2 separate regions of the Mus musculus genome follow, and region 1 is linked to region 2. Evidence: chromatin contacts called from public HiCAR-type data. All regions are on one chromosome and are shown on one strand. Each heading gives the region's core, a stretch centred on a gene start, on an enhancer-like site or on the middle of the called end of the contact. The rest is flanking DNA. Distances are from core to core; before and after follow the strand shown.

Region 1 (3,947 bases), core at 1,254-3,753, 910 kb before region 2:
TTCACAAATCTGGCCTTGATTAAACAAATAGCTTAACTTTTTAGTTAAAAAAATAGCTTATGGAAATGGAATCAAGTGTGTGCTTGTGTGTGTGTATGAGAGAGAGAGAGAGAGAGAGAGACAGAGAGAGAGAGAGAGAGAGAGAGAGAGAGAGAGAGAGAGAGAGGGAGGGATTGGGGCAGAGGCAGGCAGTCAGACAGACAGACAGACAGATTTTGCTGCTAGTACAGTTTTTCACAGAGCCTCTTGTGATAAGTGTGATGCAGAAACCCTTCCTTCCTGGGGAGGCAGACAGAAGCAGCCCCCTTTCTCCCACAGAAAGTGTGCTTGCTGAGGGTCTTTTCTGCTTCGATCTTCTTCTCCCTTACTGATTCATTTCCTTCAATGGTGTCTGCTCTCTCTACCTGTTCTTCGGTTCTCTACCTGGTATTCCAGTTGCTGCCTTTTAAGTTAAAGTGGCAGACCTCATTTCCTTTCCCATGGATTCAGTCAATGGCGCCAGAAGCTCCGTTCCTTCAGAAACACAGAAAGGGTACCCAATGGAAGAATCCATTGCTCCAGCTCCCAAGGGTCGGCCTGCTGTGTGTCCACAGCCGGGTGATGTGGCCAGCTCCTCATTTGCTGCACTCCGCCTTGAATTTCTACTTTCAACTATACCTTATCCATTATTTTATGGACTCCTGGATCCAAGGGGCCAATCTTCATTCATCTTTGCATTCTCGGTACACCATGCTTGGTAGACACTCCTCAATACAGTCTTATGAGTGCAACCTCTACTTGGGGACTCCTTGCTACACAGTATGGCTTTGTGAGTAGGCCATGGCTCTGCAGGATGCACAGTTGCTATACAGCTTTTCTTCCGCACAAACCTACACGGTAGGCCCAGAATTTCCTCTTCCCATGAAACACACCTTCTCTTCCCCATGTGTTTATTCTAAGTGCTCAGCTGAAGACTTCAGCTCTGGGACGACAGAGATTTTTTTTTTCTTTCAATAGGAAGGCCTCTGCCCCTTCCCTGCTTACTCAGCCGCCTTCACTCCAGCAGCAAAACCTCGGGCGTGCCAGCTACTCAGGTCATTTCGGGAGAAATCTAGATTCCATTTAGACACATTCTGAATGGCTTTAAATGTTTTACTTTCTCAGGGTTCCTCGGAGCCAGTGTTTATCATTAGATGAGTACAGTTACAGAGAGATCGAGGGCTTGCTTTATTCTGGGTCATATCCATTATAAAGGCCTAGGTTAAGCCAAGCTTTCCCCTTGTCCACCACTTTCGTAGGCCTTTGACTTAATTTCCCCGGCTGTGTCACCCCTTTCCTGGGATGAAGCCCCGGGCCCTGGCTGTGCCTGCTGCTTATGTCTCCTGGACCAGCAGTGCCACATTCACAGCCCCTCTTGCTCTCCTGCACTCTCATCACAGTCCGCATCGAGTGTTGGACCCGGCAGCTGACACTTGGGTTTGGCTCAGAGCTGGTTTGTAGATCACATGTCAGAGCAGAACTTGAAGTCTCACGTCCAACACAAAGAAAAATGACGCCAGTGCTTGGGAATGTCTTTAAACAGAAAATATGTCAACTCAGTGAGCCCTCAACTCTGCCCAGCTTTCTCCTTATTGTATTTATGTTAAGATGTTTGCAAAGTGTCATGTGTATGTGTGTGTGTATGTGTGTGAAATGATTTTAGGATCAAGATATGACAAATCTGTGAGTGTGCCTTAAACAAGGACTACAAGGAGCGTCACCCCTGACAATCCTGGCTTTGCTCACCCTGATTCCACTAAGTAAAAACTCTACAAAGGAGAATCCTGGATATTCACACAGACCTTGTGAATCACCTAATAATGATAGAAATAGCCGAAGTATCAGTGATTAATGGGCAGAAGTGACGAGGAAAGGCAAGCTTATGGGAAACTGTTCCTAATGGTGATGTCAGCAAGGAACAATTTGCAGACATAATTACTAAAAAATTATCAGAGTCTTCCTTGTCAAGTATTTTGTATGTTTATAGAGCTGTTGGTGACTCATTTTAGAAGTCTGGGAGACTTATTTGATTTGGAATCAGGACTTTATTATAGCTTAGCTGTTATGTAATAGTTTATTCAGACTGATGGGGAGGTATTCTTCCATGTCAACAGACCTTGTATGTGTCTAGTGAGAGCTCCCCATAATTATTTCAACAATTCATATCTGGATGTTTCCCCTATATTTCCATGCCTAGAATATGCTCTCAGTTTGTATAAAGCAGTGCAAGGGAAGTGGAGAGGCAGGCTACCAGGCTACCACCAACCCTAGTGATCTAGTAGTGTATTGGTCCAGTTTCTTTGGGATATGAGGGTGGACACAGGGGCTGGCTCTCAGGCAAGCTCTACCCTTAATGTGGGCATTTCTATATGTGTTTCTCAGCATAAGGAGCCAGGGTCCTCCATGGCTTTACTGTGGTCAACACTATAATTAGTCAGGCTTTACCCACATATTCCAAATTCCAGTGCTTAAGTGCAAAGTCATCTGGGTACACCCAGTTTGGATGTTGGCTGGGAAACTATTGTTTGATCAACACCTCTAGTTGCTAGCCTGAAGCGTTTCATTTGGAGTTTCGAAAGCACTAATAGCAACCAGATAGACATGTGTCTCTGATGTTGTTGCCTCCAGAACAACTCCAAAATAAATGTACCCAGAGAAATCCATGGCTCCCAAGGAAGGTTGGACCCTCTCTTTGCTCCAAAGGGGATGGTCTGGAGAAACAATTAGGAGGGTAAGAAGGGAGGTCCCTTGTATTCCCTTCCTGGCTGGTGTACTGCCTTGTGCTACTGTAAGAATAATAGGATTAATAGTAAGATTGAGGGGTTATTTTTTGCCTCTATAAACGTTTATCTGTTGACTCAAGGAAGCAGAATTTAAACATAGAGCAGTATAATTCATCTAAATATTTGTTCGTGTGGGTTTATATGCAGATGTGGGGATCTCACTTAAACACATCAACGGATTTATTTTTTTCACGTGGTAACCCTTTATATCTAGGTGATGTTTGTTATTATGGAGAGAAATAAGGAGGAAGGACAGAACTTTGGAATGAAGAATTGAAACAGAGAGGAAAAGAAAAGTGATAGGGCTTCCCCTCCCTCTAGGTAAATGGAGGTCAATACACATTTCCAAGGAAAGCTATGAAATTATTAACACCAACAACAGAAATGCCTCTGTTTTGTAATAATGGATAATGAAGAGTATTTTATGACCCAGAAAGTCACAGCACAAAAGGCCATACTTCCTCTAAGCGGGTTTTAGTTTACAATTAAAAAAAAAAAAGCTTCTGTTTTAACTCTTGAAGTGCACGTTGTCTTGTGAGTGGTCTCCCGAGGGATGATTCTGCTTCTTGGCTACATCAGAAATTCTCTGAAGCTACAGTACAGTCCTGTGACTTCTCTGTGACTGTCCCCCTCTGAGTACTGCCTCCTGGGAAAGGCTGAAGAGCAATTGTGTGGGACTTCTAGGCACTGGTAGGTGCACTCAATACTCACGATGATGGGTTGGTAACATGAGCAGCCACTCCAGCACCGTGTCTTAGAAAGATGACACAGCTGAAGAGCAGCCAAAAGCAGTTGAAGGCAGTTAAGAGCTGGGTGTGGTGGCATAGACCTGCAGTCCCATCTCTCCTGAGGCTGATGCAGGAGGTTGATGTGGTTAAGGCCAGCCTGAGCTAGCTGTAGACGGAAACTCTATTTCCAAACCCCAAATGCTGTGAAAGCAGTCAGGATTGTGTGTATATGATAGGTGATTTCTACAGGTCTGTTTGCTTGGATGTTGATATTTTCTCCCCTTTGTTCTTTATTTCTTCTCTCTGTCTCTCTCCTCCCTTATCTCTCTCGTCTCTCCTCCCTCACTCCTTTCCCCTCTCTCTGATAAGCCAAAGAGAACCAATTAGCACCCATTTTCATGAAATCTTTGTTTAGAGA
Region 2 (3,997 bases), core at 1,235-3,734:
ATACGCAAGCAGTCAGGCGGTTTATGGCTTAGCCCAAGCCTGGTCATCCGTAGGCCTCTCCTTGTGCATTTGTATAATGTTCACATAACTGCAGAGGGGGCAGACTTGATAGGAAAACTATTTGCATGATTTATCTCTTTCTGGTTGTGCTAGCATTCTAAACCATGTGGTTGGGGGTAAAAACACAGAGAATGGTACTATTTGGGGGTGAGTGCCATACAGTTCCTAACTTTCAAACTTGAACTCTAAGGGGATCCGGGTTTGGGTTACTGTCATTGTCAATGCCAGACTCTAATCCAAAGGACAAATGGCGACTCATGAAACATTCCAAATAAAATTAAATGTGAGGTCGGAGAGATGGCTCAGTGGGGTAAGCACTCACTGAACAACTACTGGGGGCCTGAGTTCAGATCTCCAGCACCCCTGTAAAAGTGGGGTACACTGGTGTCCTCTAACCACAAAACCAGGGGATCGGGGCAGAAGGATCCCAGGGGCTCAGTGGCAAACCAGCCTAGTCAGTCAGTAAATTCCAAGACTGCTTAACAAGAGGACTGGAAAGATGGCACTTGCTGCTCTTATAGAGAACCCAGCTTCTGTTCCCAGCACCCTCATGGTGGCTTGTCACCATTTGCAACTCCAGTTCTAGGGGACCCAATGGTCTCTTTCAACCTCTGAAGACACCAACAAGGTCACACTTCCTGAACCTCTCCAAAATGTGGCACTAATTTGGAGCCAACTATCAAATACCAGAGCCTACGAGGAATACCTTCATTTAATCCACTAAAATGGTATGGCCCAGTGGAGATTGAGGCAAGATTACAAGATTATTGTGTGATACTTGATCCTAAAGGCAGCACATAAGTGTGGCACAGGTTGAGATCCCAGATGCCATCACGCAGGGCCAGAAAGCTAATGGCAGTAATGGAACTTCCATGCTGGTGTGGAGGGGAAGATGTGCCCACAGCTGTGGGGGCTGTGCGGATCTCTCGGAAAGTCTTTCCTGTGTTCTTCCTAATCAGATCCGTAAGTGCAGAGCCGCAATTCCAGACTCGAGTATCTGAGATGATGCATGTAATTGAAACATAGTTTTGTGTGCACGTGTGTGGGTGTATGTGTGCTTGCCCACGTGTGTGTACCCCTGTAAGTCTATGTAGAGGTCAGAGAGTGGTGTGAGGTATCTCTTTTTATCATCTTCCACCTTATCACTTTTTAAAGACTTATTTTAACTTTACACATGAGCGCTATGTCTGTGTGTGTTTATACCATGTGTGTGCTTGATGCACTTGCAGGCAAAGAGAAGCCATTGGATCCCCTGGAACTGGAGATAGGGATGGTTGTGAGCCACCATGTGGGTGCTCAGAACAGAGTCTTCAACCTGAAAGAGAGATGCAAGGACTAGAGGAAGTTGTCTCAGGAGGTAGGCTTTGAAAGTTGAAAGACTCTCACCATCTTGAGTTCCCTCTTTTTTTCCTGCTTGTGAGGTGTGAGCAAGAGATCGGCTTTTCTAGCCACCATGTTTGGTGCTTGCTGCCATGCTTCCTCGCTGTGACGGTGACAGACTCTTACTACATGGGGGCTGTGAGCACAAGATAAACACATCCTTCTACACATAGCCTCAGAAGTGCTGTTTTATCACAGCAGAAGCAAAGTAAGAAGGATACTCATTATTCAGGACTCTGAGGGTAGGCTCCACATCAGGAGAGCTGGTGTGAGCTTTTCACGACCTTAGTCCATGCCCTTCCCTTAACACCAAGGAAACCCAACCGTAGGAGATGCCCTCAGACAGAGAAGCACTCTGCCCTTCCAGCAGCTGCATTCACGACCAAGCCCCACTTCCACTCTTTCAAGTATTGCCTATACCGCTCACAAAAGAAAACAAATATCTTTTGACACAACATTTTTGACCAAGTTCAATCTGGTTATTCATGTTATTCCAACTTTTTTTTTTCCTGGTAAAAAAGATAAACATAGTCTCTGAAAACAGAAGAGAAAAAGAAAACTCTGTAATCAGAAAGCACAACCCAGACCTTTCCAAGGCCTGGCGCTGCTGCGCAGATGTGCTCTTCCTTCATCTTGGTTTAATTACAGCCCCAGATGTCAGCAACCCATCAGCTTCAGGTGTGATTCAGATCTCCCCCAAAGCACCAGGAGCCTGCCAAACTCCCGAAGCTTTCGAGTTGAGAAATGTCCTGCCTAGAGTAAAGCCCCTGCTCTAGGCAGGAAGCTTGTTTGCCGAAGGGGCAGAGCCAGGATCTCCCTTCAGGCTTCCTCATTTAGGAGCACAGTGAAGATAACTTGGTTCAAACTCAACCCGTGTCTGAGATCGGTGACAATGCTCTCAAGGGAGGTGGGAGACTTCTGAAGTCCAGCTCCTGGTCAAACTTGGCCAGTTCTCAGACAACGGTCACGGTACGCAGAGATCGCTGAGAGCCCTAATGAGCCTGTTCTCTTACACAGTAGAAAGCCCAGCTTGCGTGTTTATTCTTCTTCTTTTTTCCCCATGGTGTGTCAGAGCTGAACTTTTTATAGTGCCTCTGGGTCCATAGTTAGACAAAAAAATGCAATTAGCAAACGGAGTTTGCTGGCTGGGGTAGCCAAAAATTGAAAGATAATTCCCAAAATGATCCAGTCATGGATGAAAACCAAACTCCTGTGAGGGAAGGGAGGGAATTTTCTCTGAGTAAACAGGGCCCTTGATCCAGACCTAGAGTCAGGGGTGTTTAGGCCCTCTGATGGCAGCAAGAGAAAGCATGAACTGGCTTCCTAAACCCATGACCTAGAATGATACCCGTCTCCTGGTCACACGGAGAAGCTTAGCCAAAACTCCTTCCTATAACCAAAACAAATGTGGTACCAATACAAAACCAGAAGGCAGAGACAATTCTTTCTTACAGTCCTGGAAATCAATAAATGCCTTTGCTCCACTACATTTCCAATACCTTGTGACATACTGTACGAGCTTTCATTAGCAGTCAATCAGCCTTGGGGGGGGGGGGGGATGCCACGGTGACAGACCTGAGCAGTTTGTACTCTGAGGTAAATGAATTAACCAGTTGTTTTCCCATTGAGATTCCAGTATTGTAGTGATGTGTGTGACCTGGGAGGAGTCTGTCACCTGCAGGAAATATCACAGCATAGGTAGCATCTTGCAGCCTGTTCAGAAGATGCTAGAAAGAAGCATTCAAAGGAGACAGAAGGATGGCTCTGGGATGGAGGTTCTGAATGCCGATCTGCCTGATGGGGTAGTGGCAGGCTGTGGTGGGACATGCTACAGATGAAGTAGGAGCTCCTAGTTCACTGATGTTGGGCAAGTCACTACATCTCTCTGCTTCAACTCGCATCCCTGAAACACAGACGTAGACACCTCAGCAGCGTCTCTTCAGCTGACAGATGGAATCTGTCCCCTACCCCCCACCCCGCCCAAATCACCTTGGTGAACAGTTTAAGTCTAAAGAAGTAAAGGCTAAGACTCTACAGGCTCTTGTTCACCACTTCCACTAACATTATTCATACTTGTCAACCTGTTTTAAAAAAATATAGCCTAAATATCCACCCAGAGAGGCATCGTCAGACAATATATTGCATAATACTACTCAGTTTTACAAAGGAAGGGAATTCTAATAATTCTAATACTGTAATATAGAAGAGCCACATAGACATTGTGCATGCTGAAATAAGCTACACACAGTTAGGATAAACCCATGTGATATGATTCTGCTTGTAGGAAGTTTCCAGCGAGGGCAAATCAACAGGCATCCAGATAGAGATTAATGGGGTCAAATGGAAGCAGACAAGGTACTCCTGTTTAGTGGAGAGTTTCCAGAGGTCTCACTGCTTTAGTTACTGTCCTCACCACTTTGACAAAAGCATCTTAAGGGAGCGGAGGCTTATGTTGGCTCACGGTTTCAGGGGACTGTCCTCTGTTACAGTGAGGGGGGGGGGCATGAGGGTAGAAGCAGGTGTAGCTGGGACAGTGGAGGAAGGAGGGAGCTGGTCA

What was found. HiCAR-type assays count read pairs that join an accessible place to other places.
Region 1: a HiCAR-type map of fibro-adipogenic progenitors shows a contact between it and region 2, with 4 times the contacts expected there. The contact joins two enhancer-like sites. A contact is called at or near these places in 1 of 484 Hi-C or Micro-C datasets (olfactory sensory neurons) and 3 of 115 datasets of contacts at active chromatin or transcription factors (cardiomyocytes, embryonic stem cells and fibro-adipogenic progenitors).

Annotation. Positions count from the first base shown.
Region 1 is chr1:186,579,882-186,583,828 of GRCm38.p6, reverse strand. No RefSeq gene overlaps it. Among named protein-coding and RNA genes, the nearest start is that of Gm35546, 5.5 kb to the left of the region's middle. Within about 2 kb of position 2,503, at least 40 of the 459 cell types and tissues checked have an H3K27ac peak or open chromatin away from gene starts, as enhancers often do. A contact at or near this core is called in fibro-adipogenic progenitors, where this site is marked.
Region 2 is chr1:185,665,193-185,669,189 of GRCm38.p6, reverse strand. No RefSeq gene overlaps it. Among named protein-coding and RNA genes, the nearest start is that of Gm35023, 49 kb to the right of the region's middle. Within about 2 kb of position 2,484, at least 10 of the 459 cell types and tissues checked have an H3K27ac peak or open chromatin away from gene starts, as enhancers often do. A contact at or near this core is called in fibro-adipogenic progenitors, where this site is marked.